Linked DNA regions of Sus scrofa: all the other regions are linked to region 5. The links are chromatin contacts, called in public Hi-C, HiChIP or PLAC-seq and promoter capture Hi-C maps. All regions are on one chromosome and are shown on one strand. The core of a region is the stretch at or near the end of the contact, and the rest is flanking DNA. Distances in the headings are between cores, read along the strand shown. Region 1 holds the start of FNDC5 (fibronectin type III domain-containing protein 5). Region 2 holds the start of AK2 (adenylate kinase 2, mitochondrial). Region 3 holds the start of AZIN2 (antizyme inhibitor 2). Region 4 holds the start of YARS (tyrosine--tRNA ligase, cytoplasmic). Region 5 holds the start of BSDC1 (BSD domain-containing protein 1). Region 6 holds the start of RNF19B (E3 ubiquitin-protein ligase RNF19B).

Evidence for each region. Promoter capture Hi-C pulls out the DNA fragments that hold promoters and counts their contacts. A called contact is a pair of places that touch in the nucleus more often than the background predicts. HiChIP or PLAC-seq counts read pairs in DNA pulled down with a chosen protein or histone mark.
Region 1: a contact with region 5 is called in a Hi-C map of embryonic fibroblasts, with 8 times the contacts expected there. The contact joins the promoter of FNDC5 here to the promoter of BSDC1 in region 5. A contact is called at or near these places in 3 of 5 promoter capture datasets (fetal liver, fetal skeletal muscle and liver), 17 of 47 Hi-C or Micro-C datasets (alveolar macrophages, embryonic fibroblasts, fetal heart ventricle and 11 more) and 2 of 2 datasets of contacts at active chromatin or transcription factors (alveolar macrophages and skeletal muscle).
Region 2: a contact with region 5 is called in a Hi-C map of embryonic fibroblasts, with 4 times the contacts expected there. The contact joins the promoter of AK2 here to the promoter of BSDC1 in region 5. A contact is called at or near these places in 1 of 5 promoter capture datasets (fetal liver), 1 of 47 Hi-C or Micro-C datasets (embryonic fibroblasts) and 1 of 2 datasets of contacts at active chromatin or transcription factors (alveolar macrophages).
Region 3: an H3K27ac HiChIP or PLAC-seq map of alveolar macrophages shows a contact between it and region 5. The contact joins the promoter of AZIN2 here to the promoter of BSDC1 in region 5. A contact is called at or near these places in 7 of 47 Hi-C or Micro-C datasets (alveolar macrophages, embryonic fibroblasts, heart right ventricle and 4 more) and 1 of 2 datasets of contacts at active chromatin or transcription factors (alveolar macrophages).
Region 4: a promoter capture Hi-C map of liver shows a contact between it and region 5, with 5 times the contacts expected there. The contact joins the promoter of YARS here to the promoter of BSDC1 in region 5. A contact is called at or near these places in 1 of 5 promoter capture datasets (liver), 2 of 47 Hi-C or Micro-C datasets (liver and mesenteric adipose tissue) and 2 of 2 datasets of contacts at active chromatin or transcription factors (alveolar macrophages and skeletal muscle).
Region 6: a contact with region 5 is called in an H3K27ac HiChIP or PLAC-seq map of alveolar macrophages. The contact joins the promoter of RNF19B here to the promoter of BSDC1 in region 5. A contact is called at or near these places in 1 of 5 promoter capture datasets (liver) and 1 of 2 datasets of contacts at active chromatin or transcription factors (alveolar macrophages).

What each region holds. Positions count from the first base shown.
Region 1 is chr6:89,168,867-89,173,128 of Sscrofa11.1, forward strand. It overlaps FNDC5 (fibronectin type III domain-containing protein 5), which reads right to left and starts at 3,005. Exons shown (of 6, transcript XM_021095834.1): 1 at 2,783-3,005; 2 at 1,119-1,234; 3 at 1-176. The coding sequence starts at 2,990.
Region 2 is chr6:89,315,815-89,320,179 of Sscrofa11.1, forward strand. It overlaps AK2 (adenylate kinase 2, mitochondrial), which reads right to left and starts at 2,252. Exons shown (of 7, transcript XM_021095843.1): 1 at 2,059-2,252. The coding sequence starts at 2,157.
Region 3 is chr6:89,344,770-89,349,204 of Sscrofa11.1, forward strand. It overlaps AZIN2 (antizyme inhibitor 2), which reads left to right and starts at 2,091. Exons shown (of 11, transcript NM_001123193.2): 1 at 2,091-2,267; 2 at 4,042-4,215. The coding sequence starts at 2,163.
Region 4 is chr6:89,115,415-89,120,089 of Sscrofa11.1, forward strand. It overlaps YARS (tyrosine--tRNA ligase, cytoplasmic), which reads right to left and starts at 3,423. Exons shown (of 14, transcript XM_013999119.2): 1 at 3,057-3,423; 2 at 2,823-2,947. S100PBP (S100P-binding protein) reads left to right here and starts at 3,589. Exons shown (of 8, transcript XM_021095828.1): 1 at 3,589-3,728.
Region 5 is chr6:88,836,537-88,841,027 of Sscrofa11.1, forward strand. It overlaps BSDC1 (BSD domain-containing protein 1), which reads right to left and starts at 2,672. Exons shown (of 12, transcript XM_005665183.3): 1 at 2,315-2,672; 2 at 1,948-2,008.
Region 6 is chr6:89,248,873-89,253,161 of Sscrofa11.1, forward strand. It overlaps RNF19B (E3 ubiquitin-protein ligase RNF19B), which reads right to left and starts at 1,483. Exons shown (of 10, transcript XM_005665197.3): 1 at 686-1,483. The coding sequence starts at 1,317.

The DNA of each region.
Region 1 (4,262 bases), core at 1,755-4,254, 330 kb after region 5:
TCCGCCTCGCGAGGCGTCTTGAAGAGCACGGGCTCGCTGGCCGGGCTCTGGCCCTGAATGGAGATGGCCTGCACGTGCACAATGTACTCAGTGTCCTCCTCCAGGTCCCAGAGCGCGCACGAGCGGGTGGTGGTGTTCACCTCCTGGATGAAGCGCAGCATCCGCACGTCCTTCTTCTGCCAAGGGAGGCAAAAGCCAGGCCCCAGTTTTCAGCACCCGGCCCCGTCTCCAGGGCCGACGAGGCCTCGCCAGGCGACCATGCTAAGCCCCCGACATCTGCAGTCTGACCTAAGCACCCCGTCCCCTCTGCAGGTGGGTATCAACATCTCCATTTTACAGGTAAAGAGACAGGCTGCCAACGTTTAGGGAAGTTGCCAAGGCCATCAAGTGAGAACTGGCGCCAGGTCCTACACTCCGGTCTGTTATAAGACCAAACGCATGCTGGAGTTCCCGTTGTGGCTCAGCAGTTAATGAACCCGGCTGGGATCCATGAGGATGCAGGTTCGATCCCTGGACTCGCTCAGTGGGTTAAGGATCCAGCGTTGCCATGAGCTGTGGTGTAGGTGGCAGATGCGGCTCAGATCCCACGTGGCTGTGGCTGTGGCCAGCAGCTGTAGCTCCAATTCAACCCCTAGCCTGGGAACTTTCATATGCCGCGGGAGCGGCCCTAAAAAGCAAAAAAAAAAAAAAAAAAGACTAAACGCATGCTGGAGTTCCCATTGTAGCTCAGCAGTAATGAACCTGACTAGTATTAGGGAGGATGCGGGTTTGATCCCTGGCCTCGCACAGTGGATTAAGGATCCTTCATTGCTGTGGCTGTGGTGTAGGCTGGCAGCTACAGCTCTGTTTTGACCCCTAGTTTAGGAACTTCCATATGTTGCACATGTGGCCCTAAAAAGCACTAAAAAACAAAAAACCCCAAAACTCATGCTGGTAGCGCCAGGTTCTAATCAAAGGAGTCCCTCCTGGGGCCTCCCTTCCCAGCCACATGTGCAGCTTCCCGCCCATCAGCTCTCTGGCTCCTTGTTGCTTCTTCCTGTCTTTCTGCCCCTCTTCCTCCTGCATCCTCCACTTCTATCTTCATGTGTTCTTCCCTCCCAGGAACCCTCGGGGGTTACCTGCTGAGAGATGGCAAATCCGATGACAACCTCGTCCTCCAGGACGTCCCAGCTCACCACCGCAGAGTTGGCCTTGAGGTGCCTGACAGTGACGTTCACAGGGGCTGAGGGGCTCTCTGGGGGTGGGGAGGGACCTGAGCCTGAGCATCCCCTGCTGTGAGGCCCAGGCCCATTGTCTCCTAAGTGTGAAAGGGGAGCCTGGGGATGGCCATGCGGTGGGAAGGAAGAAGCCCGGGCCTCCAGTGGGCCTGGCACCTGGGTCTCAGTTCCTTACTGGCTGAGGAGCCAGGCCTGAGAGGCCCCAGGCTCCTTGTGTCCAGGGCGGGAGCCCCTGCTGGCCACAGCTGGCCCCACCGGGGTTCAAGCTAAAAGTGATGAGCCTGGGCCAGGTCTGGTGGAGGGGCAATGAGAGGTGGGGGGACAGGCCTGGGGGAGATGTAGGTGGCCAGGGTTGCAGGAGCTGAAGGTTAGCCTGGTGCAGAGCAGGCAGAAGGCCTCCCAGTCCAGCACTCTTTCTAGAGAAATGCACTGTCAAGTGAGTGACCTTGAAGGAAGGAGACCGACCCAGAGGTCGAGAAGAGCCAAGCTGGGGGATCCCTGGGATGGGAGTGAGGATCAAAAGAGGAGCCCCCAGTATTGTGGGGAAGGGCCTCTTCTCCACCCCGAGAGGCCGGTGGGGAGGCGGCAGAGGAGGATGGGTTCACTCGGAGCAGGGCCCCTCGGTGGAGTCAAGAGTACAGGGTAGGGCCTTCTAGATGGGGGAGAGGACGAAGGAGATCAGATGAGAAGGCAGTGATGGGGATGATGGGGGTCAGAGAGGGGAGAACCTTCTAGGAGAGGGGCAGCAGACTCACACAGCTTCTATAGCCCCAAGGACAGGCTCTAAAAGGGGAAGACCTAAGCTGAAGCCGCACCTCTCACCCCACAAGCGAGTGAACCTGAGACCCCAGGGGCTGTGCCTAGAGCCTGGGGAGACAAAGCCAGAGGTGGAGTCGGAGAGAGACAGAGACACACATGCAGGGGCAGCAGACACAGAACCAGAGAACTGACAAGTGGGGTATCAGAGACAGACGCGGGGCGGAAGCAGAGAGAGCACTGAGCCAAGGAGAGACGGGCAGGAGAGATGAGCAAGACGGGCGGCAGCCAGAAGGGACAGGGACAGGGCGTCAGGAGAGGCTGGGAGAGGAGGAGGCCAGGCCCCGGGGGCAGGCCAGACTCCAGGCTCAGGGTCCACCCCCACCTGTCCCAGCGCGCCCTCGGGTGCCAGTCCCATCCCTCCCACACAGCAGAACCCCATCCCGCTCAGACCTGCAGAGTTGGCCTGCAAGGCTTGGGGACAGGGAGGGAGGCCCAAGGTGGGGAGATCAGTGTCCTCAGCTGCTCCCTGGGCCAGCGAAAGGAGCTAGGGCTTCTGAGGGAAAGGTCTGGGGTCAGGGCAATGGGAGGAGGGGACTGGGGCATCCCAAGACCCTTGACCAGGGCAGGGGTGAAAGGAAGGGCTTTGAGAGCTGGAGGTCAGGTCTGGGGGTCAAGAAGGCAGGAAAGGGGCTGCGGGTGGAGCAAGGGGAGCAGTGAGCGGGCCAGAGACTGGGTCCTCAGGGAGCAGGGAAGGGACCCGAGGATACCAGCCCGCGCCCCCCGCCCCCCGCCCCGGGCCCCCTTACCCGCCTGCACCAGCGCGAGGCAGACGCAGCCCAGCCACAGGCGGAGCGCGGCGCGGGGCGGCCCGGGGTGCATGGCGGCTGCTCCGGCCAGCCGGCTCGGGGCGGCGCAGGGGGACGCGGCTCCGGCGCCCGGCGGCCGCTCGCACTGGCGCTCCGGCCCGCGACCCGCCCGGCTCGGCCGCCCCGCGCCGCCCCGCGCCGCTGGCATGTCGGCTCCGCGGACAGCGACTCCCGCGCGGCGGCGGCGGCGGCGGCGGCGGCGGCAGCGGCGGCGGCCGCGTCCACGTCGGGCGCCCGGGGGGCGGGGCGCCCCCGCTGCGGGGAGAGGCGCGGGGGCGGGGTGAGGGGCGGAGGGCGCCCCCGCGCCCCCCCCAACCCCGACAGCCCGCGACGCGGCCCCCCTCCCGCCATCTCGTCGGTACAGGAGCCCGAGGGTGTTCTCTGCGCTCCCCGGTGCCAAGTCCCTCTCCCCGCCGCGCAGCCTTGACCCGGCCCCCACCTCTGGCCTTTCCGGAGGGAGAGGGAGGGCAAGTGGCACGGAGATGCTCCTCTGTGCCCCCACGGCATCCCACCCCAAAGCTGACCTCCCCTCCCTCTGCTGGGGGTCCCCACCCCTCACTTGGCCCCAGTCCCGAGGCCTTGCAGGCTGGGGCAGGAGGGAGCAGAGGGGAGCAATGCTAGTAGGGATGGGGGTGACTACAGAGTTCTTAGTAGGTGCCGGGGTGCAGACAGGAGGTGCTGTTTACCATGGGGCCGAGAAGAGGGTGCTAGGAGGACCTAGCTCTGGGACCCCAGACCAGTCTTTCCCCTTCTTGGGCTCCTCATTTCTCTCCTTAATGGGAGTAAGCGTCAGCATCTCCTAAGTGCCTGGGGGCTGTTCTTGATTCATGACCTCCCCTCTCACTGCAGCCCTGGAAGACTGAGCGCTCTGCTGTCTGCCTTTTGCATAGGAGACTGCAGCTTGGAGAGGTTGCTTGACTTGCTCAAGGACCCACAGCAGAGCCAGGATTTGAACACAGGCTGAGCTGACTCCCCATGTGTGCGTGACTGGACTGTCTCCCACCCAGGGATCCCTGAGATGCTAGAACTTGTCTGTGCCAGCTTCTCTGGAGCCAGAGAGCTTTCTGGCACCGTCTCTTCCCAAAAGCTGGGTGAGGGAGAAGTGGCTCCAATACCGCTGCCCCCACCCTTCTGGCGCAGCTGAAGGCTAGGAGTAGTGAATGAGCTAATGACTCCAAGGTGCAGGGGGCTTTGGCGACATGGCCAGCAGTCACAGTTCAGAAAGGGCTTGGGGACCCCTCCCTCATTACCCTGGGGACATCCATATGCTTACCACCGTCCCTACCTCGGTCCCACACACCCTGCCTAAGCCACTCTGTTTCTGATCTTGGAGTGGCAGAGAAAAGCCCTCAGGCTGCAGCCACTGCCCTTTCCCTAATAAGAGGCCCTCTGGAGCACTGGGCTGGGGAAGCCCCGACCC
Region 2 (4,365 bases), core at 1,002-3,501, 480 kb after region 5:
TCTACTGAGTGAGGCCAGGATATGAACCCCAATCCTCATGGATACTAGTCAGTTTTGTTACCACTGAGCCACAACAGGAACTCCCAAAAACATTACTTTTTAAACTCCATAAAATTACCACCAGTATTTCTACTATGGAAAGAAAGGTGTACAGAGGTTAAGTGACTTGTGTAAATCCTTCCTCAAGTCCTAGCTCTAATCACATTCTCCTCTACTTCCACAAAGACTTCTCTGACCAACTCCCATAATATATACATGTTTATAAATCAGCTCAAAGGTATAATTTTCTTCAAACCCTTCTGAATATATCACCCTTCACACTGACATACAGCCGAATTAGAAAGTGGGGAGATGTGTTAGTAAGATGAGGGAGCCAATAATCAGTGAATACCTACTATGTGTCAAGTCATCTAGGTGTGCTTTACACACGTATATAATTTTCCAATATCCTTGTGATCTTTTGGTCTAGGGGGCAAGGACTTTATCAGTCTTATTCACTGCTTTATCTCCAATGTTCAGTGCTCATGAAACGTTGAATGAGTAAGGTAAGTATTATCCCCATATTTCAGGTGAGAGCAGTGAGGCTCACAAATTGCAAAGCTTGCTAAACGACAAAGCCCTTGTCTCAGCACTGGGATGGGCTGTCCATTTCACAACTACTGAAATTATTAACTTCAATATGAACAATCGATGCATTTAAACTACCTTGTTTATCTCGGTTACTCAGAGCAAAAGTTTATAGAGTTTGGGATTAAACATTCCTAGACTGCAGGTTACCTAATAACTGAAGGTGGCAGCAGCAGGAAAGAGGAGCCTTCAATGTTACCAAGGATAAGAGATTAGGTAACAGCGAGCCCCAGGTTCTGGCTATAGAGAGAAAAGGGCAAGTGGTATTTCTTGACCTAGTGGCCAGAACCAAAAAGCAAATCACAGGAAAGAATTCAATCTCCCAGACTTCTCTTCTCCTCATCACCCACATGAATCTGTCTTCATCCATTTCTCATAACCTCATCATGTACCAAGTAATATGCTGGGTGTCACAAGAGTCCCAAGAGTAAGACACATGCCAAGATTCTACCATTTTTGCAAGTGCTAGGAAGCGAAGATGGGGCACAGAGCAGAGCCCAGAACCCCATTCCCTTAGGAACTCAGACTTCCAGGATTCCTTCTTTAGAACCTAAGCAAAAGAAGAACCTGTTCTTCAGAAGGGCAAGCAAAAACCTGAGGCCTCAGGGGCAACGCCAGACCCCAGGCAGGAAGAGGATACTGATGATAATTCAACCTATGGGCTTTCAAATCCTACACAAGATCATAAATCCCAACCTTGATCCACGCGCCCACTAGGTCCCAGATGCCAAGTGAGGCCCCACAGTCAGCAGAAGGTAACTTCAGACTCCGTAATCGCCCAGAGCCCTGAGGTTCCAGGCTCCATGAAATCAATTTTGCTAACCTGGGAAAACCACCTGACCCCTTCCGGCCTGTTTTCTTATCTGTATATTAAGATTCCCCCACTTGACTGGCTAGGCAGGACATACCTCACGTCTTTTAGCAATACTCCTAATCAGGCCAGCTCCCGCTTTTCCCCACCTGCAGGAGATGTTCTTCCACCTTCAGGCATTAATCATTACAGAAACGGACCCCTACACGGATGCCTGGAACGTAACCCTGGACAATTCACTCCCAATTCTCATGGAGTCTGGGGTCTCAGCCTCCTCTCGGGTTGTAATCGACATGCCTCAGCCCAGGTGGTTCACCCTACCCTTCAAATCTCAGCTTCTAATCCCTTCAGGACTCTGATCAGTCTTTAAAGCTCCTAACACGACATCTTAAGCCTGGATCCTTCAAGAACTTTAACTCAAACTTCTCCAACCTCCACTTTGGACCTTCCCCCAAACACCTACCGAAACCCCAGACGCCAGTCACGGCTCCCTCATCCCCACCCCAGGCACCCCAGGCCTCAGCCTGCGCGCGGCTCGGCTCTGGGGCGACCAGGACCTCCGGCCGCCCTGACCTTGGAGTTCCACGGGATCCGCCGACAAGTCCAGCCCTGCAGCTCACCTGAGTACCTTTGCCGGCCCCGGGCGGCCCCAGCAGCACGGCCCGGATGCCTTTAGGACCCTCTTGGGCCGGTTCGGAGGCGGTCACGTTGGGAGCCATGGCCGCCGAAGTCTCTCACTGCTTAACCCTCCAGCACACCTCTCAGCTCCACGGTTTCCAGGCCAGCGCGCCACGCACGCCACGCATGCCCCTTTCGCCCCTTACACTGGTCCGTAGCCACGTCTGTCACTCTGCTCCGCCCACCCCTGAGCGCGACAGACACTTCAGTTTACCGGCCAAGCAACGATACCGGGGAAGGCTGCTTTTGATTGGACAGAATCCGTGAGGGAGTAAGGAAGGGGCGGGCCATCATGGACGGGGGTGGGGCTCGCGGCGGGTGTGCGGAGTGGGCGGGAAAACGTGAAGCTAGGCTAGAGGTCCAGTTGGGAGTTCTAGGCGGGCTTTTGACAGTTAGTGATACCGGCAACTCCAGGAGTCCTTTAAAATTGCCCGCGGGATTATAAATGGGTGGAATCAGTCCTAGGAAACAAATTGGCAAATATGTATCAAATACCCTTTGGCCTAGCAGTTCCACTTTCGGGAATTTAAAGGACATAATCTAGGATATATGCAAAGATTTGTGTAACAAGGATATTAATTGTAGCACTTATAACATCCCCAAAGCCCAAAACAAAACAAAAACAAAAGGCACTATCCCAAACGTTCAACAATAAGAGCTTGGTTAAATAAATTGCAACAAATTTGTATACTGGAATCCCCCCCTTGTATAAGATATTTAATCACCTGGGAAAACGTTCACCAAACATTGGGATACAAAATTGCAGTTATGGAGTTCCCGTCGTGGCGCAGTGGTTAACGAATCCGACTAGGAACCATGAGGTTGAGGGTTCGATCCCTGCCCTTGCTCAGTGGGTTAACGATCCGGCGTTGCCGTGAGCTGTGGTGTAGGTTGCAGACGCGGCTCGGATCCCGCGTTGCTGTGGCTCTGGCATAGGCTGGCAGCTACAGCTCTGATTGGACCCCTAGCCTGGGAACCTCCGTGTGCCGCGGGAGCGGCCCAAGACATTTCAAAAAAAAAAAAAAAAAAAAAAAAAAAAAAAAAAAAAAGACAAAATTGCAGTTACAATAAAATCCTACTTTTTTTTTTTTTTTTTGGCTTTTCAGCACTGCACCCACGGCATATGGAGGTTCCCAGGCTAGGGGTCTAATCAGAGCTGTACCCACTGGCCTACACCACAGCCACAGGAACGCGGGATCGGAGCCCCGTCTGCAGACTACACCACAGCTCACAGCAAAACCGGATCCTCAACCCACTGAGAGAGACCAGGGATCGAACCCACAACCTCATGGTTCATAGTCGGATTTGTTTCTGCTGGACCACGAGGAGAACTCCCACAAAATCCCACTTTTGACAGTTACAAGTGATGATCTCTGTGTAGTGTGATTACAAGAGCACCTCCCCTTCTTTGTGCATTTTTATATTTTCAAAAAGTTCTGTGATGAATTCTATAATAAACAGATCAAGCTTTTAAAGTCGGGAAATGGTAATTTCTTCCAAAAGAGAGAAACTCTTGGACAACGTTTTAGTGTATGAAAGTTACATCCACACCCCCTATGAAGCAACTTCTGAGGTCCTGCCTGGTACCACCAGCCCCAAGGGCCCTTTGGACCTTTAGTTGAGAGTGATTATGAAATAATTATGTTTCCCCACAGGCTTACTGCAACTCATTTTCTACATCCTGGAAATGAATTTGCTATCTCTTCAGCTTGGCCTCTTCTGTTTTACTTCAACAAGACGTTAACATTCATTTCCCATCCCTCCTCATTCCCTACACTAGGCGTTCACAAGGTTCCTGACCTTGAAGGAGGCAGTGTTGCCATGCCCATTTTCCAGGAAGATATACAGCGACCAGCTCAAAGCCACATGGTAGCAGAGTCACAATTAACATTAGGAGTGGCAAGAGAGCACGGGATTCACGGGGGTGAGGGTCAGGGTGGGGAGTAAGAGTGTTTTCTCTGGTGAAAGCCTCTATGTGCCCCAAATTCACTTCAATTCAAAAAGACCAGCGTTTATTGAGGTTTAATATGCTCAGGACACCAGGCGAGGGGGGATAAGAGCAACTTTTCCCTTTTATCATTGGTCCCTAAGTGATTCTGACCGGGCATGGAGCTCCCAGCAGAGAATGCAGCTAAGGTTACACATAAATATATAAAATGTCAAATTTATTCATTCCATTTTTTAAAATGTTCTAGTTGGAGTTCCTATTGTGGCTCAGCAGGTTAAGAATCCTGACTAGTATCCATGAG
Region 3 (4,435 bases), core at 841-3,340, 510 kb after region 5:
CCGTATAAAATAGAGGGTGTCCTCTTTCTTCTTTTTCAAGAATGCTTGGATGTTCTTGTACAATTATTGTTTCAGATTAACTTCTGAATTAGCTTTTGAGTAGTACAGAGAGTAACTCTTACTGAACACTCTTTTTTTTTTACGCCAGGCACTGGGTGCTCTGAGAAGCCAGGCACTCAGTTCCTGTCCCTGGAAGCTCACAGACTAGCTGGGAAGTGTAACCCAACAAGAAGTGTAAAACAACAGGAATCTCACACCATGGGTGACAAAAGCCAGAAGAGTGAAGAGTCCATACAAATATAAGTGTTGAGAGTTCCACCGCTCCTCCAGGCTAGGAAAGTCATGGGAGGCTCATCAGAGGAGGTGACATATTGGACTTTGATGGATGTGCAGGAGCAGGAGTTCATGAGATGTAAAAGATAAGAAATGATTTGAGTTAAGGAAGTCAGAGAACGCTTCTCGGAGAAGGAGACACATTTTATTTGAGGAGTAGGAGTTTGCCAGATTCAGAAGGTAGGATGGAGGGAGGGGTTGCCCCGAGCTGGGAAAGTCACAAGAAGGAATTCTGAGACCATTTCATCTGGGTTTTGAGTTGGAGGAATCAAAGAAGATGCTGGAATAGTCAAATAAAAAGGATTTTATTAGGAAGGTAATACAAGGAAATATCATTTGACCTCGGCTTCCAGGGAGGAGTGGGCAGTTTACCGGTTTAGAGAGGAGAGGCACCGTGAAGCTGAGGTAGTCCCAGAAAAGGCGGAAGCAAACAGGAAACCTCCTTGGCTTCCTCCTTACTCTAAGATCCAAGATTTAGAAGCTAAGGGTCCCACCGTGTAGATGGTCGGATTCTGAGCTGGCGGCGCTGCAGTTCTGACTTCCCAGTGTAGGATAGCGGTGGAGGGGGCTCGGCAGGATTGAGGATCAGCCTTCCGGAGCGGACCCCGGAGCTGAAGGCTTTATGTCGGAATCGACCAATGGGATGCCGGCACCCAGTTGCCAAGGCTACGGAGGGTGGCCGAGCAGAGGCGGGGCCTGGATGCCAGGGGCGGGGTCTGGGCGGGGCTTATATAAGCGGGCTGCGGGCAGAAGGCGGGGCGTGGGGTCAGTGGCTGCTGGGCGGGCGGGGCGCAGGCCGCGGGGCCCGAGCCTGGGGGAGCGAGCGAGCGGAGGCGCAGAGGATCCGATTCACTCGCTGGGGAGACCTATGGGCCGAAGCCGTGTAAATGCGTTTTAAGGCGAGTGCGGGGAGTGGCTCGGGGAGCCTGGGGAGCGGGCGCTCGCGGCTCCAGTGCTGACCTGCTCCCCGGCCCCTCTTGCCTCCTCTCAGCAGGGGCCTCGGCTCCGCAACTGCCACTCCTTCTCGGGGTGTTGCACAAGTTTCGAGGTTACCGGTGACCCCCCCTAGCAGCGCGCCTGGTTCTGGCCCCCGCGAAGGAGGACGGGGCTTGGTAAGCGGACCTCGGAGGGCGGGACCTCGGCCCTGCACTCAGGAAGGCTCACCTGGGCAGAATTTCAGCCTTGGGTTCTTGCCTGGGAGCCCGGGACCCCCACCCACCAGGTGGAACCCCCATGCACGCTTAGAATACTAGCATGTCAGGACCAGCCCGACCCCCATTTCGAAACGGTGAAACTGAGGCTCCGAGAGGGAACGAGGCGTACCCAAGGTCACGCGGCAAGAGAGCAGACCCTAACCTCAGTTCTCGAGTGGAGACTCCTAGGTGGGGCCAAGCGCAGCCACTTCAGGTGGGCGTGGTCAGGATGGCGGGAGGCACCTGGAAATTTACCTACTCGGCTTTCCTGCTCCTTTCTCTCTCTTTCTTTCCCTTTTACTAAAACTCGAATTTCAGAACTGGAAAAGATCACCAAAACAATTCGTCCATTTTACAGATGGGGGACTGAGGCTCAGAGAGGCAATGACATCTAGACAGATAATGCCTTGTCCCGGTCCAGGATTCTTACTCGTCCCAGCTAACCTAAGCTCCCCAGGCTTGTGCTGAGGGCAGGGTGTGACAGGACGAGGCGCCCTGGCCTGGGGAGGTGAGGGGCGCAGCCAAGGCCAGGCCCCCAGCGGCCCCCTCACTCTCCCCCGCAGTGTGTTGCATACTTTCTAAGGCGGCCGGAGGCATCGGCAGCTCCATCCAGCCCACCGGCTCCTCCTCCTCGGCATGGCTGGCTACCTGAGTGAAACGGACTTTGTGATGGTGGAGGAGGGCTTCAGCACCCGAGACCTGCTGGAGGAGCTCACTCTGGGGGCCTCACAGGCCACCACGGTGAGGGTCTGGGAGTGGGGGGGTGGGCCCTCTGTTCCCCCAGCAGGCCCAGCTGCCCCTTAGGGCCCTCATCTTCTTTCACTTATTTGGTATTCAGTCCTTGGTATTTGCGAGAGGCTCATTTTATCTCCAAATTCCTGGTCCTTGCCCCTAAACCTGCCCCTCCTGTGTCCCCCGCCTTCATAAACACACCACCATCACCTGCCCAGCCCTCTAAGTCAGGAACCTGGGAGTCCTTACATCCCCCTCCCACAGCTGGGCACCACTAAGCTCTGTGGATTCGGCCTCCTTAAATTACCCTGCCATGTGCGCTTCTGGAATTTCACTTGGTAGTTTAGGCCTCATATCTCTAAAGGCTCCCTAATCTTTTCTTTCCCTCACTTCACTCCTTTCAACTTTATCATAGCTCTGCTCAAAATCAGAATTCTTGGGAGTTCCCATTGTGGCTTAGTGGGTTAAGAACCCAACTAGTATCCATGAGGACGCCGGTTCTATCCCTGGCCTCGCTCAGTGGGTTAAGGTTCCGGTGTTGCTGTGAGCTGTGCTCTGGGTTGCAGATGCAGCTTGGATCTGGCATTGCTGTGGCTGTGGCATACGTATGGCAGCAGCTACAACTCTGATTTGACCCCTAGCCTGGGAACTTCCATATGCCACAGGTTCGGCCCTAAGAGGCAAAAAAATAAAATGAAATAAATTTAAAAAATAAAATAAAAATAATAATAATAATCAGAATTCTTCGGCAGTTTCCCTCTGCCGACAGGATCCAAGTCAGAACCCTCTGCCTTCATAGCCCCATGTCTGACTTTTCCCACAGTATATATTATCTTCCATCAGAGCTGGGCCAGTCTACTCATATTTTCCAGTGATTCCACGTGCTCCACCATCACTCCTTTGCCCAGGCTTCTCCCTGGAACACCCATCTCCCAGCCTCTCTTTCTTACCTACTTTCATTCATTGCTTATTACTCATCTGGGTCACCTTTTCCTGATTACCCCAGGCAGATTTTGTATTTTCCTCCTCCATAGCCCCCACTGCATTTTGTAGAAACTCCTGTTTAGTATTTACTGAATGGGCTTGTAATTGCTTAAAGGGTTAGTTCTCATCCAGACCGAAGCCCTTTCAGAACTAGAGCCCTGTCTGGTCTTTTCTGTACCTTACTTAGCATACTTGATAAGTACACTTAGTCAGACACCAAGTGGGCATCAGTAAAAAAAGTGTTGCATAGAAGGGAAACTGCATCCCAGGAAAGGGTTAAGTCATGTGGTCTCACCCATGGCCACACACATGTTCAGCCCTCCACAGCCAGTTGTCCAAGGGCATGGGTGCCATGGCAGTGGGACTACCTCAAGACTTCATTGAAAGCCAGTGACTGTAGGCTCTAGCTTTGGTCTTCAAGGAATTAATGTTTTTCTGGAGGAGGCATGTATGTATACACAGCTCTGTTACTTTGGAAGTATGTACAAAATGCAATGAGAGCATTAAAGGCAGAGTTGCCTTATTGGTTTGGGAAAAAGCAGGGTTTCAGCTAAATCTTGAAGGTAGATTAGGAATTTGCCAGACAGTTGTGGGGGAAGGGTATTCTACATGGACGGCAGGTGGGAATGAAGGCTAGGATAGAGCTGGAGTTTGAGCTGCCCTGAGGGGAGGAGCTGGAGCTGGATGGCAGAGCCTGGGATGTACTGTAGGCTTGGGGAGGGAGCCCCAGAGAACTTTAAGGCAGGAGGCTTGGGAGGTCCTTGGGTGGGGTCTCATATTCACCCTTGTTGTTGTACAGGACAAGGTTGCTGCCTTCTTCTTGGCCGACCTGGGTGCTGTAGTGAGGAAGCACTTCTACTTTCTGAAGTGCCTGCCACGAGTCCGACCCTTTTACGCTGTCAAGTGCAACAGCAGCCCAGGCGTGCTGAAGGTCCTGGCTGAGCTGGGGCTGGGCTTCAGCTGTGCCAATAAGGTGAGCCCCTGCCCCCCACTGGTGCACTGACCCTCGCTGCCTACTGAACACACACGTGGCCTGGCTGCTGTGGGTGGACCTGAAGCAGAGGGACCTGTAATTGGCCCCTGCCCTCCTGGGAAGGGCCACCCATGTGAGAGGGGTTTAAGGGATGAGGGAGGGAGAAACAAGCTTAGAATTTGCCAGCCTTGACGTTCCAAATCAGAACCATGTTCATCCC
Region 4 (4,675 bases), core at 2,173-4,672, 280 kb after region 5:
CTCACAGTTCCTAGTTGGTTTCGTTTCCGCTATGCCACAATAGGAACTCCCACAGCCAAGTTCTTGAAAGGTGTCTCTTCTGTTCTCCATTCCTCAACTCCCATTCTAGTTTGAATTCCATACAGCAGCACACCATTGGAAATATTCTTGCTAAGATCACAGATAGCCTCCCGGTTGCTAAATTCAGTGAATATTTTTTTTTTCTTTTTCCACCACACCTGTGGCATATGGAAGTTCCCAGGCCAGAGATTGAATCAGAGCCGCATCTTTGACCTCTGCCACAGCTGCGGCAATGCTGGATCCTTAACCCGCTACACCAGGCTGGGGACTGAACTGGCAACGCCACAGAGACAAGCCAGATCATTAACCCACCACACCACAGCAGGAACTCCAGGGACTACTTTTTAGTGCTCACTCCCCCCAAAACAATCTCCTCTTTTGGCTCCTCTATTTTACTCTCTTAGTTTTCCTATTTCTCTGACTGCTGGGGCTCAGATTTCTTTGCAACTATTCTTCCTAGTCACGAGACACGAGCAATCCTTAGGGCCCTCTCTCTTTTCTTCCTACTCTCTTCTCCCTGACCTTCTTCAGTTGCTTCAATCACTCCTTATGAACTAGTTAACTACCAAATCTCCTGCTCACACCTATACAGAACATACTCTTGTTATCAAAACAATTAACTCAACTCAAGTGCATCCTATTTGAAATTGGACTCATGCTTTCACCTTCCTGCCTCACTCCCTAACCATGTTCTTCACCTATAGTTTCACCCCTAGTGCAGTAAATGGGGTAACACCATTCACTGAACTGCATAAGTTACTCTCAAATAGCTCTGAAGTCCTCCTACTTCTCTCTGCCTCTATGCCACCAACCTAGACTTGGTCACCATCACATCACATCAAGACCAGTGTAACAGCCTCTTAACAGGTCTCTCATATCTACTTTGGTTCTCTCCAATCCATATCCCTAAAGGAAGCTGGAGAGGTCTTTAAAATGGCAAATCTGGTGAACTCATTTACCTATTTGAAAGCTTTAATAATTTCCTTTTGCCCCAAGACAATATTGGAAAAATCCTAAAGCTGTATGCTACTGATAAGAGAGATTTTAGTGTTTCCTAAAGTAGTGGTTTGAATCATCTTATCAGCAGGGCTTGTTAAAATTCAATTTGGGTTCCAAGCCAGCTGGAGGCTGATCCTGCATCCTCTGAGCCCCTGGCTATTTGGACACTTGGAAAATTTTCACTACTCAAGGAAAGGTTGTTATCACTTACCCTTTAAAACCTAAGTCATCACCATTAGCTTTGTGTGTCATTTGTCCCCAACCTCTATTTTATGGAGAGAGGCTAAGAAAGGATATGGCTAAGGGGAAACATGCAAAACATCCCTCTGGTTAAGATCAAGTTATGAGTGAAAAGAACCCAAATGTCTATCAATGGACAAATGAAGAAACAAAATGTGGTATATCCATACAATGGAATATTATTCAGCCATAAAAGGAATAGAGTTCTGATAAATGCGAAAACATGGATCAAACTTGAAAACATTATTCTAACGCAAAAAACCAGATGCAAAAGCCCATATACTATGATTCCATTTCTATGAAAGGTCCAGAATAGGCAAATTAGAGACAGAAAGATTAGTGTTTCCCTAGGGTTGGGGCAGGGGAGGAATGAGCAGTGATTGCTAATGGGTACAGGTTACTTTTGATGATGAAAATGTTCTGGAATGAAATAATGGTGATAATTGCACAACCCTGTGACATCAAATTTCACAGAGCTGCACACTGTAAAAAGGGGTGGATTTTATGGCATGTGAATTCCATCTATTAAAAAGAAAGAAAAACAAGCTGTGGCCAACCAATGTATCACTGCTCTTAGAATACACCCCGATTTTATTTTATTTTTTTCTTTTGCTGCACCTGAGGCATGTGGAAGTTCCCATGCCAGGGATCGAACCTGCACAACAGCAGCAGCCTGAGAAGCTGCAGTGACAAAGCAGATCCTTAAACCACTGTGCCACAAGGGAACTCCAATGCCCCAATTTTATTTTATGTCTTTTTAGGGCTGCAGCCACGGCATATGGAGGTTCCCAGGTTAGAGGTCCAATCGGAGCTGTACCTGCCGGCCTACGCCACAGCTCATGGCAATGCCAGATCCTTAACCCACTGAGCTAGGCCAGGGATCGAACCTGCGTCCTCATGGCTGATAGTCGGGTTCGTTAACCACTGAGCCACCATGAGAACTCTCAATACCTCAATTTTAAACACAGCCTTCAAAGCCCTCATAACCTGGTCCCTGCCTACTCCTCCTAAACAAACAAGTCTAAACAAACAAGTAAAATATATAGTTATGTCAGGCGGTGATAAATTCTAAAGGGGAAATAACAACAGAAAAAGGTAGAGCAAGAGATGAAGCAGTTCTGGTGGCAGGGGGGTTGTTATTTACATAAAGCAGTCTGGAAAGGCCTTCTGGACAATGTGACAATAGAAGCCTGAAAAAGTCAAGGGAATGAGCAATGTAAATATTTACTAAGTGCTTGATCCGCATTTTGCTCCCTTTACTCCAGCCAAGTTAGCCTTCTTTCTGAACCAGTGTTCTCTCTCCCCTCTGCTTCCCGACCTGGGTTCCTTCCACCTGACAAGTTCTTCCCCTCATTATTCTGGTTAACATCTACTCCTGAAGGAAACAGCCGGAACAAATGTGGAGTGAAGAGGTGATCTGCATCGTTTAGAGCGCAGTTTAGAGATCACTTCCTCAGCCTTCCCTGACACTCCCCAGCCCTCCCTCATAATTTCTTTTCAAGAAAGATCTCTGCATAAAGTACCTTCCACTGCTTGTTTCAACCGCAATTAAATGTCTGGATTATGGGTCATTTTCAACATCTGGTTTCCTCCGGATATGCTCTGGGAGGGCAGGGCCCTGATGTATCCACAGCTCCTAGCACCGCGCCTGGCACATAATAAAGTGGGTTGGGTGGGAGCCCTGGATTCAAAGCCTGGCTCAACACAAGTAACTGCACGCATGAGGTGAGCTCAACCGTGATTTCTGTGGTACCTACGTAACGGCTGCTAGACTGACTGACTGACGGAAGGGCAGTGAAGACTGCAGCTTCTCTCAAGGCTGCGGAGTGCTCGGCCCCACAGCCTTAGAACCCTGAAGCCCTGCTCAAGATCACAGGACTTCCGGCCCCCTGTCCGCATCCGCGCACTTCCAACCCCGAGGCTCGACCTGTAGGTTCCGGGTGATAAGGTGCAGCTTCTCTTCAGGGCTCAGAGCGTCTCCCATGGTTTTGTCGATCCCGTCTCCGGCGTTCCGCCCGACACCCGTGCGCCTTCGGTGGCTACCGCCACCGCGTGCAGGGAACTGTCACGCGGGTCCAGTTAGGTTGCATCAGCTGAGCTCGTCGCTCGGCTTGCTCGGTCTGGACCCTTCTCCTGCTAGTGGCCAGGAGAGAGTCAGGAGCAGTGGAAAGTCGAACGAGTCGATGAGACGAAAAGGGGTGGAGCAAATAGGCGGGGTAGGCAGTGCAGGGGCGGGGTTGCGACGCCTGCGCCGGGCCCAACCCTCTGGTAGGCGGGGCGGTTTCCTGCCAATCACTAACCGTTTGCCCTCCCCCTGGCGTTGGACCGGCTGCCTCGGGGTGGGGGAGGTCGGGGAGGGGGCGATAAAATGGCGCAGGGGGCGGAGTGAGGCGCAGTCGTTCGTCTAGGTTTCGGCCCGGCTTCCGGAGGTGAACAGCCGGAGGGAGGAGGGGGTCGGCGTTCCTTGGCTGGGCGGGGGATGGGGGCGCCTGTTGCTTCTCCAGAGGGCCGCGCACACCGTCCGCCCCTCTGAGGGGTTGAGAGGCCCTTGCCCAGCTGGGAAAGGGCTTATTATCATTTCTGAGGTGATGGCGGCGGGAGGGGGATAGTGTCTCTGCCTCCCCACCTCCTTGTCGGTGGGCGATAGATGCCCCTCACTCTGCCGAGGCAAAGGGAGGCTGTCTGGTTACCCGAGAGCGCGGAGCGAGGTCCGTTCTCTCTACCCAGTGGGGGTGGGGTGGTGGAGGTGAGGGGGGAGGGTTGCCTCTGCCCCCTACACTGCGGCGCGGGTTGGGGGGGGGTGACTATTTTTCCGGCCGCGCCTTGCGGGCTGGGGAGGGGAAGGCAGACCCGCCCCAGGGGAGAGCCAGCCCCGGGTCCAGCGGACGTCAGGGTGGGCAGCCGTCTGCAGGGTGAGGGTGCATCGTTACCAGCTGGGGGGGCCGCTTTTGCCCCTGCTGGGGGAGGGGTGGGGTGCCAGCCCAGCGCTTCTCCCGCCTTCCGCGGGGAGGCGGGAATTCTTGGTCTTTAGGGAGGAGGGAAGTGCGAAGGCCCTGCCCCGAGGGCGATGCCTATAGCACTTACAAGGGAGAGCTGGGGGAGGTAGAACCGCATCCTACGAAGGGTGGACTGCGGCCCCCTTCCTCCAAGCTCTCGAGCACTGGAGGCGCCACCAGTTCCTTCCTGGGCGGGATGGCAGGCATTTGGCACCTCAGGGTGGGCCCTGGAGAGGAAGTGATTCAATTGCCCACCTGCTACCCCAACCTGATCTCCAGTTTCCTGTGGATTTGTTAGAGGCTTCAAGCTTTAACAAACCTGTCTTAAATCATTTCAAAAACATTTTCTTGTTAAAAAGAAACCTGTTGCTGCAGCTGAG
Region 5 (4,491 bases), core at 1,422-3,921:
GAGGACAAGGCCCCTCAAACACCACCTTTAAGGGGCAGGCAGAGGAGGAACTCATGAAACAGGAAAGGAAAGCCTGGATAACCATGTGGAGAATTGAGAAAGAATCGTGTCACAAAAGTCAAGGGAGTAGAGTTTCAGGAAAGAGGGAGTGATCACTAGTGTCTAATGCAGCAGAAAGGTCCAGGAAGATAAGGGCTGAAAAACATCCAGTGAATCTGGCAAGTGGGAGGTGAAGCCTAGTGTTTATATAGATAAGTCTGTGTAGTGGCTTCTGGGTGGGGAAGGAGTGAAGAGAGATCCTGCTGTTGACTTCCAATTTTAAAAAGTAGGAGGATAGGTTGTCTCTTGGAAGTGGCTGAACAGGGGACTTGAGGGGAGAGTTAGATTTGGGCAAAGTTTCTCAAGGCACGGGAGAAGCAAAGATGAGACTGAAAAAACTTGCTGGGGCAGGGGTTTGGGGGTGAGGGGCCCAGATGAGTTTGGGGAACCTGTGGTAGGGCCAAAGAGCAACGTGACTTTCCTACCACTGTCTGTGGGCAAGCACACACACACACTCCAGGAGGAAGTAAGGAGCAGAGGAAGGCAGATTACAGTACCATCTCAGAGCTGTATTTTCTAGGGCAATATATGCTATGGGGTACAAAAGAATTAGGGATGCTGGGAATTGAGTGGTACAGATGGAGCCAGAATAGGAAGGGGAGCAAGGCAGGTAAGCACTGAAAGACCAAGAATGAAATGGAAGGAAAAATGGACGGGTGGTATTTGAGAGGTTTCCTCATCACTCTCGGTACTTAATAAAAATAGCTAAGGCTTATACAGTACTTACTATGTGCTAGGTATTGTTCTCTGTGCTTTACCTTTACATATTTAATTTCCAGAACAATCCTATCAGGTATTACCAGACTCTCATTTTACAGATGAGAAACTGAGGCTTGAGAGGTTAAATCACTTGCCCAGGTTGATAGAGAAGTAGAAAATTAAATCTTTTCTTTCCAAATGGGGAACTGTCAAAGGCAGAAACAACACCGACTCCCCTAAATTCAAATAAGAAAACAAAGATGGAAGGCTAGTTAACTACTAATTTTTGTGAGTCATGATAAGACCAACCTTGAGAGTCACACACAAGAGGCCCTCATACCACATTCGCTAAATGAATGTCAGACTCCTTCCAGCAGATTGCTCAACAAGAAGCAAGCTACTTTGGGGTCTCTTCCATTACGCCTCAGATTGAAATTCTCTGAGTCTTCATCAACAACATAAACACCTCAGGCATTCTTAGATTTGCTGGGCTGTAGGAGGGAAGCCTCCTGGAGTCAGCCTTGAAGCAGGACTCACCCCAGTTGCTTGAGGTAAATAGTAATTAACTTTTTCCAGAATTCAGTTGGGTTGGTTTTGACAAACTAGCATGGAATGAAACAGGAATGCACAGGGCACTGTCCACTGGCAAAGCCAAGTCTCACTCATCCCACAGGGATTGCTGTCTCCCCACTGGACTGAGTTTTGGGAGACCCAGGACTGCATCTGTTTGGCTAACATCGGTATCCTCAGGACCTGTCAGAGAGTGCTGGCTGTGGCATAGACTCTTAATATTTGAATGAATATAAGAGTAAGCTTCTATTTCTAGAATCCTTTTTCTTCAAGGTCTAGATCAAATGTTCTCTCTTCTACGAAGCTGTGTACTTTCCAAGCAAAAATAAATAGTTCCTTCCCATGGGTTTCCACGACACGGTCGCTCCAGCCTCTAAGACTGTCTTTATTTCACGGTAGTTAGACACTGGTCTGAGTCGGGCTGTGTTCTCCCTTAGACCAACAGGAGCTAAAAGTAGGGCCTCAGTCGGTTTCATCCCAGAGGCTTGGCGGCCACACAGGTCAGGCGGGGTGGCTCGGACCAGGTTGCAGTGAGGCGGCGCGGGGCCCTACCCTAGAAAGGGCGCTGGCCCGGCTTACCTTCTCCTTGACTGCCTGGTAGCTCTGCTGCAGCCAGCTCCGCCACCATCCCACGTCCTCCCTGTGGAAGACAGACACATCTGGCGGCCCCGCGGTGCGACTTTCGCCCGCGCAAAAATCGGGTCTCAGCTTCCCCCTCAGATGTGGCCCGCGGACCGAGGCTTCGAAAGCCGCTTCCCCACCCCCTCACTCTGCGACTCCCCGCCTTTTCAGCTCCGTCCACGCCCACGCTGGCCTCCAGCTCCCCGCGGGGACCCTGGCCCAGCACCCCAACCCTGGGAGAATTCAGGGCCCAACGCCCGAGAACTAGATGACGGGCTCACCCTTCCGCCATCTTGCCCGCATGACATCATCACTATTTACTGACCTTTGACTTCCGACACGGCACCGCCCCCTCAAGCACCGCCCCGGAGAGCGGGGCCCAATCCTCAGGCCGACACCGCCCTCAGCCCAATCTCCGCCCCGCTCCTTCACTAGGCTCCGCCTCTTTAAGCTGCCTCTAGTCTCCGTCCAGAGTTCGGACTTAAACTCCGCTCGGTCCAATCCTCACCCATTTTCGTCTTCAGGCCCCTCCCCCTCACTGTTAGCCCCACCCCACCAACCTAGAACCTTTATCGATATCAGCGGACATGCGATACGGTGGCCGCTTTGGACCAAGATCAGCCCTCTGGCTGTGGGCTTAGAGAGCTGGGAGTAGAGGAATAAAGGGAGCGAGCCTGGCCGCTGCTCGAATGTCCGTAGGCCCTAAGCTCAAGGCTAGGACCGCCCCCCTTTATGAAACCAGCAGCGTAGCAGCTGCCTGGGGCTCTTTGGGCTAATTCAGCAACCGCAGTTTGCGGAGCTCTGGGCCAGGGCTTGGAGGTGTTTGGAGGAAAATTCAGAAGTGACTTCGATGCAGCCTCGGGAGACGGTCTCAGGATATTGGGGAGACACACATTTAGTTACCTCAGTTCTTGGCGACTTAACTCAGAATAGCGTGAGCTGGATGGGATCTGGAGAAATCCGGAGACAGTCTGGAGGAAGGGGATTGAGTGTGTAGTGGGGTGTGTGTGTGTGTGTGTGTGTGAGCTGGAGACACTTTCCAGAGCAGGCTTCCACTGCCCATGCTGCCTCATTTGCTTGCCTGCACCTGCATCCTCATACTTTGTACTGGATCCCATTACCTCTTGTCTGAAGGCGTAGCTTTAGTAATTATTTTCCCCCATTGCGTTCTCTTTCCCCTCTTTACCGGATTATTTGTGTCATCATGTATACTTTTATTATCCCCATCGTAAGCAAACAAAAACTTGACCCTCATCATTTCCCTGTTCCCCTTTGCAACAAACTCCTCCATTCTCTCTTTTTTCTTTTTTCACTCGTACTTGCCGCATATGGATGTTCTTGGGCCAGGGATCAAATCCAAGCCACTGCTGCGACCTATGCCACAGCTGCGGCAGTGTGGATCCTTAACCCAGTGCACCCGGCATTGAACCTGAATCTCCAAAGCCACCGCAGCTGCTGCCGTCAGGACCTTAACCCACTGAGCCACAGTGGGAACGCCTCCATTCTCTCTTGAGCTCACTTCAGTGAGGTTTCTACCTCTCCACTGTACTTTAAATCACTTTTGCTAGGGTGCCAAGGGCAATGACCAATTTTCAGCTCTTTATAGTATCTTATTTAATGCAACTGATCTCTTTCCTTTTATGTTCATTTTCTTCACGTGGCTTCCAGGACATCATGACCTCCTGACTTTCCTTCTACCTCACAGGCATCTCCTCAAGGTTCTTCGCTGTTTTCTTTTCTTTCCTTTTTTTTTTTTTTTTTTTTTTTTTTTTGGTCTTTTTGCCTTTTCTATGGCTGCACCCGCGACATATGGAGGTTCCCAGGCTAGAGTCGAATCAGAGCTGTAGCCACCGCCCTACGCCAGAGCCACAGCAATGCAGGATCCGAGCTGCGTCTGTGACCCACCACAGCTCACCGGCAACGCCAGATCCTTAACGCACTGAGTGGCCAGGGATCATACCCGAAACCTCCCGGTTCCTAGTTGGATTTGTTAACCACTGAGCCACAATGGGAACTCCTCCTTTCCTTCTTTAAGACTCACACCCACAGCATATGGAAGTTTCCAGGCTAGGGGTTGAATTGGAACTACAGTGCTGGCCACAGCAACACCAGATCTGAGCCACTTCTGCAACCTACACCACAGCTCATGGCAATGCTGGATCCTTAACCCACTGAGTGAGGCCAGGGAGCAAACCTGCATCCTATGGATCTGCTGCACCACTACCGGAACTCCATTTTCTCATCCATTTCTTGTTGCTAGAATATCCTTAAGGCTCAGTCCTTGACCCTCTCCTTTTCAATGTCTGCAGTCATTCCTCAGGTAATGTTATCAAGTCTCATGACTTTAAATGCCACTGGTGTCTCTCCAGTTTTCTCTCTAACTCACACATCTCTGAAACCTAGATCACTATCTCTTTTTGGATGTATAATGGACCTATTAAACTTAACATGTCCCCAAACTCCTGTTGTATCCATTTAACTTCCTGCACACTTCCCCAAAGC
Region 6 (4,289 bases), core at 233-2,732, 410 kb after region 5:
AAGACAGCAGTCTAAGAATCCTAGGGGACTCCCACTAGCTTGGCACAGAAAACACACAAAGCCCGGGGTGCCCCAGAGCTCTGTCAGTGAGCTATCCTTTCCCCCAGTGCCATTTCAGTCACGTGTATTCCAACTTTCAGCAGTGGGGGTCAGGAAGAACACACCTCTTCCGCAACGCTGCTAAGTCTGCCCCTGGCCAAATAGACACACCCCTCCAGAGCGCTGCCCCTCAGAAAGATATTCTCATTCTGTCCTTTGAAAGACACCCCCTCCCCACCCTCATTAAAAGACATCTCCTACTTCTGGACAGAGAGGCACTCGCCCGACCAAAAACTGCCTCTCCCTGCCTCCTGACTTGATGGACTGCTCCCTTCCCCTCGCGGACTGCTCAGCGCCCATCTCAAGCCTTCGGGCAGGGGTGGGGTATTAATTGGGTGCGTCCATCCCACTTGTCCTGGCTTGCGGGTGGTTACCGGTCACCAGCCCGCCGCAGTGGCCACCTCACCCTCCCTCCAACTGGTCATCCCTCACCTCTCCCTCCAGGCTGGGACACACGCGCGCATACACACACACACCCGCTGCGCAGAGGACCGCCCCTCGGGGCCGGCCACAGGCAGGGTCCAGCCCCAGGCCCCGAGTCCTCTCCCGGGCGGCCACCGCCCCCGGGCCACGCCCCCGCGCTCACCCGCAGTCCGGGGCCGGGCACCAGCGACAGTCAGGGTCCGAGGCCAGGTAGCGGCGCAGCATGAACTCTTCGTACTTGTGCATGAGCGGCGGGTCGGCGAGCAGCAGGCGGATGTCGTGCGGGTTGAGTCGCTCGCTGCATTCGGGGCAGCTGATGGGCACCCGGCTCTCGCTGATCTCCAGGCGCAGGTAGTGGCGGAGGCAGTCCCGGCACGAGCGGTGCGGACAGCTGAGGAGGCGCGGGGCCCGCTCCGGCGGCAGCCGCACCAGGCACAGCGGGCACTCCACCTCCTCCGGGCCCGAGCCGCCGCCCTCCGCTGCCTCCTCATCGTCCAGCCCGGGCCCCGCCGCCACCGCGGCCTCTGCCTCTGCTTCGGCGGCGGGCTCGGCGGGCAGCGCCTCGGGTGGCGGGGCCTGGGCCGCGGCCGGGACCGGGACGGGCGGCGGCGGCGCGGCCGGGGGCGGCGGCTCGGCCTGCGGCTTCGCCCGGGCGCGGCGGCCGCGGGCCGAGGCGGAGAAGACGCTGTGGAAGGTGAGGCGCCGGCGCCGGCCGCCGCTGCGGCACTTGGGGTCGGGCGCAGCCGCGTGTAGGGATGTAGAGCGCGGCGACTCGGAGTCTTTCTCGGAGCCCATGGTCCCCAGAGGCCGAGGGGCGAGGGGCGCCCAGCGCCGCACACAGCTCCCGCCTCAGCGCCCCCTCAGCCGGCGCCCAGGCCGCCGCCGCCGCCTCAGCTGCCCTCCCCGAGACAGAAGCCAAGCGGTTACGACGAAGTGGTTATAAAGCCTCCGCCCCGTAGCCGTTGCCCACTGCGCAGGCGCCTCGCGGAAACACCTCACAACCAGCACCGCCCCGGCCGCGGGGGGGCGCTGGGCGGGGCCGAGTGGGTGGGGCCGGCGTGCTGGAGCGGAGCTCCGCCTCCTCGCCGTCAGGTGATTCCAGGGCAGCCATCTTAAGCAGACGTTTGCCCAACTGCTTTTCTTGGCCTCCTCCCACCAGTCCATTACCACTACCCCATCATCCCCACAGTGGAGTTGTCGGTTTACCTTTACTCAAGTATCACTTCCTGCAAGAATACTTAAGTTACTTTCTGTAAAAGCAGGTATGGGTAAATCAGATGGTGACTCCCAAGTGGTCCACCTTCCAACACTTCTTTTGTTGTTGTTCATTAAGCGAATAGCATTAAAAAAAAATTTAGGAGTTCCCATAGTGGCACAGTGGAAATGAATCCCACTAGGAACCATGAGGTTGCAGGTTCAATCCCTGGCCTCGCTCAGTGGGTTGAGGATCCAGTGTTGCTGTGAGCTGTGGTGTAGGTCACAGACACAGCTCGGATCTGATGTTGCTGTGGCTGTGGTGTAGGCTGGCAGCTGTAGCTCGTGTTGGACCCCTCGCCTGGGATTCGCCTGGGAACTGCCATATGCCATGGGTGCAGCCGTCAAAAGAAAAAAAAAATTTAGTCATTCCTTGAGCATTTATTAAGAGGAGGTATTATTCTATAAGACAGAGTCCCCCTATCTGCAAGAAACTTACAGAATAAAATTCAGATGCCTTAATCTAAAATTCAGTGCTCTCTGCGCTAGTAAACTATTCCAAGGCTCACCTCCCATTCTATTCTCTTGGTAGCTTGGTTACTTACAGTTTGTGGACAGAATCCCAGCATATTTTTTGTCTGGAAGTGCCTTTTCTCTGCTGGTTCCCCACTGCTCTGACTGGGGGAAGAGCTTGACTCAGGCTTCCAAATAGAGGCCCCAAGCTGCTTTAATAGCAGTAAGAAAGTATCAGGATTATATTCAGTTGCAAGTAACAAAAGAAAAAAAAAAGGGCTTAGGATAGAAATTTATTTTTCTCTTCATGAAAAGTAAGTCGAAAAATAGACAGTCCAAGGCTGCTCCACCATCCTCAACACTTGGTTTCTAATCTTAAGGTCATATTATTATGGTCCACATTCCGGACAGTTGGGAGGAAAAGGGGAAGAAAGATACACTTTTCCTTTTAAGAAGACTGCCTTGAAAGTCCCACACATTTCTGCTTATGTGTCAATAGCCAAAACATAGTCACATGGGCATACTGGAACATGTGTTTTTGTTTTTGTTTTTTGTCTTTTTAGCAGCAACACCAGATCCGAGCCACATCTGCCATCTATACCACAGCTCATAGCAACACCAGACCCTTAACCCATTGAGTGAGGCCAGGGATTGAACCCATGTCCTCATGGATCCTAGTCAGATTTATTTCCGCTGAGCCATGACAGGAACTCCTGGATCATGCAGTTTTTTAACTGGACACAATGTACCCTCTAAAAATAGGTGCTCTGTTATTAATAAAGAACGGTAGAATGAGTACTGGAAGGTAACCAGCTGTTTTTTTCATATGTGGTATTTACATTTAAAACCATGAGAAAAGTCCCCAGGAATAAACCCAGAGAAACTCCAAACTTTTGAGGTAAAACGTGAAAGAGGAGCCAGCAAAAGAAACCGCGAAGCTGGGGGCTGTGAGATAGGAGAAAACTCAACCTGGCATGATGTCACAGACACCTAGACAAAATGTTCCCAGGGAGGGAGTGGCCAATTGTGACAAATCCTGCTGAGAAATCAAGGAAGATAAGAACAGAGAAGTGACCACTGGATTTGGCAATAGCGAAGAGTCCCATAAGGAGGAGAGAGATTTCTCCTCAAGGAGAAAGGAGAATTGATGCTAAATGGCTAAAACAATTAATTTCTATATAGTGTTCAGAGTAGTCTGGGCTCTACTGAGGTAACAACCCAAATATCTCAATGTTTTAACGCAATAATGTATATTTCCCCCACGCATACAAAGCCTGCTAGGGGTCAAGGCAACCTCCAGGGCAGCTCTCCTCCACTCAACTGAGTCACTCAGAAGGTCCAGGCCACTTCCATCCTGGCCTCCACGACCTCAATCCAGGGCTTTCAGAATTGCCTCATTTGGGCAAGAGAGCTGAAGGCTTGTGCACCAACAATTGAATCCTTCAGCCTGGAAATGACACATGTTATTTACAGACTACTAGCAAGAACTTGTCACACAGGCCCAATTTAACTGCAAAGGAGTCTGGGAAATGTATAGGGGAGCTATGGACTATTTAGTGGTAGTAGCTCAGCCACAATTCCCTATAATCTTTTTTGACTCTGTTCTCAGTGCCCCATGTCTTGAGCAGTTGCAGAGCCCCCTTTGAGGAGGTGTGTGCCTCTGGCAGGGATGAAAGATGGAGAAGCCTGCCTTGTTCCTTGGGTCAGGTTGTGCTGAAGGTGATGGGGACCCTTGATTCCAAGCAGACCCATCTGACTTTGACAGAAACAGCTGTCAGAATCCTAGCTTTGCTGAAAAGTTCAAGGTGCTGAACGTTTGCTTGTCTTGGCTCTGGTTTCCAAACAAACTCTGCCTCAAAGCTGCCACCATCAGTGCTTTGGCAGACAACTGACCTCTCATAAATGCCATTAGATTTTGCTATCACCCTATTTCTACTGGGTTTTCTTGTCTCCTGAATCCATCACCCTTGAATCAGGGGACAAAAGCAGTTCCTCCCACTTTTTTGTCTTTGTCTCCACTTGATACAAGTTGAGCAGTGACTCAGGGAGATGGTATGAGA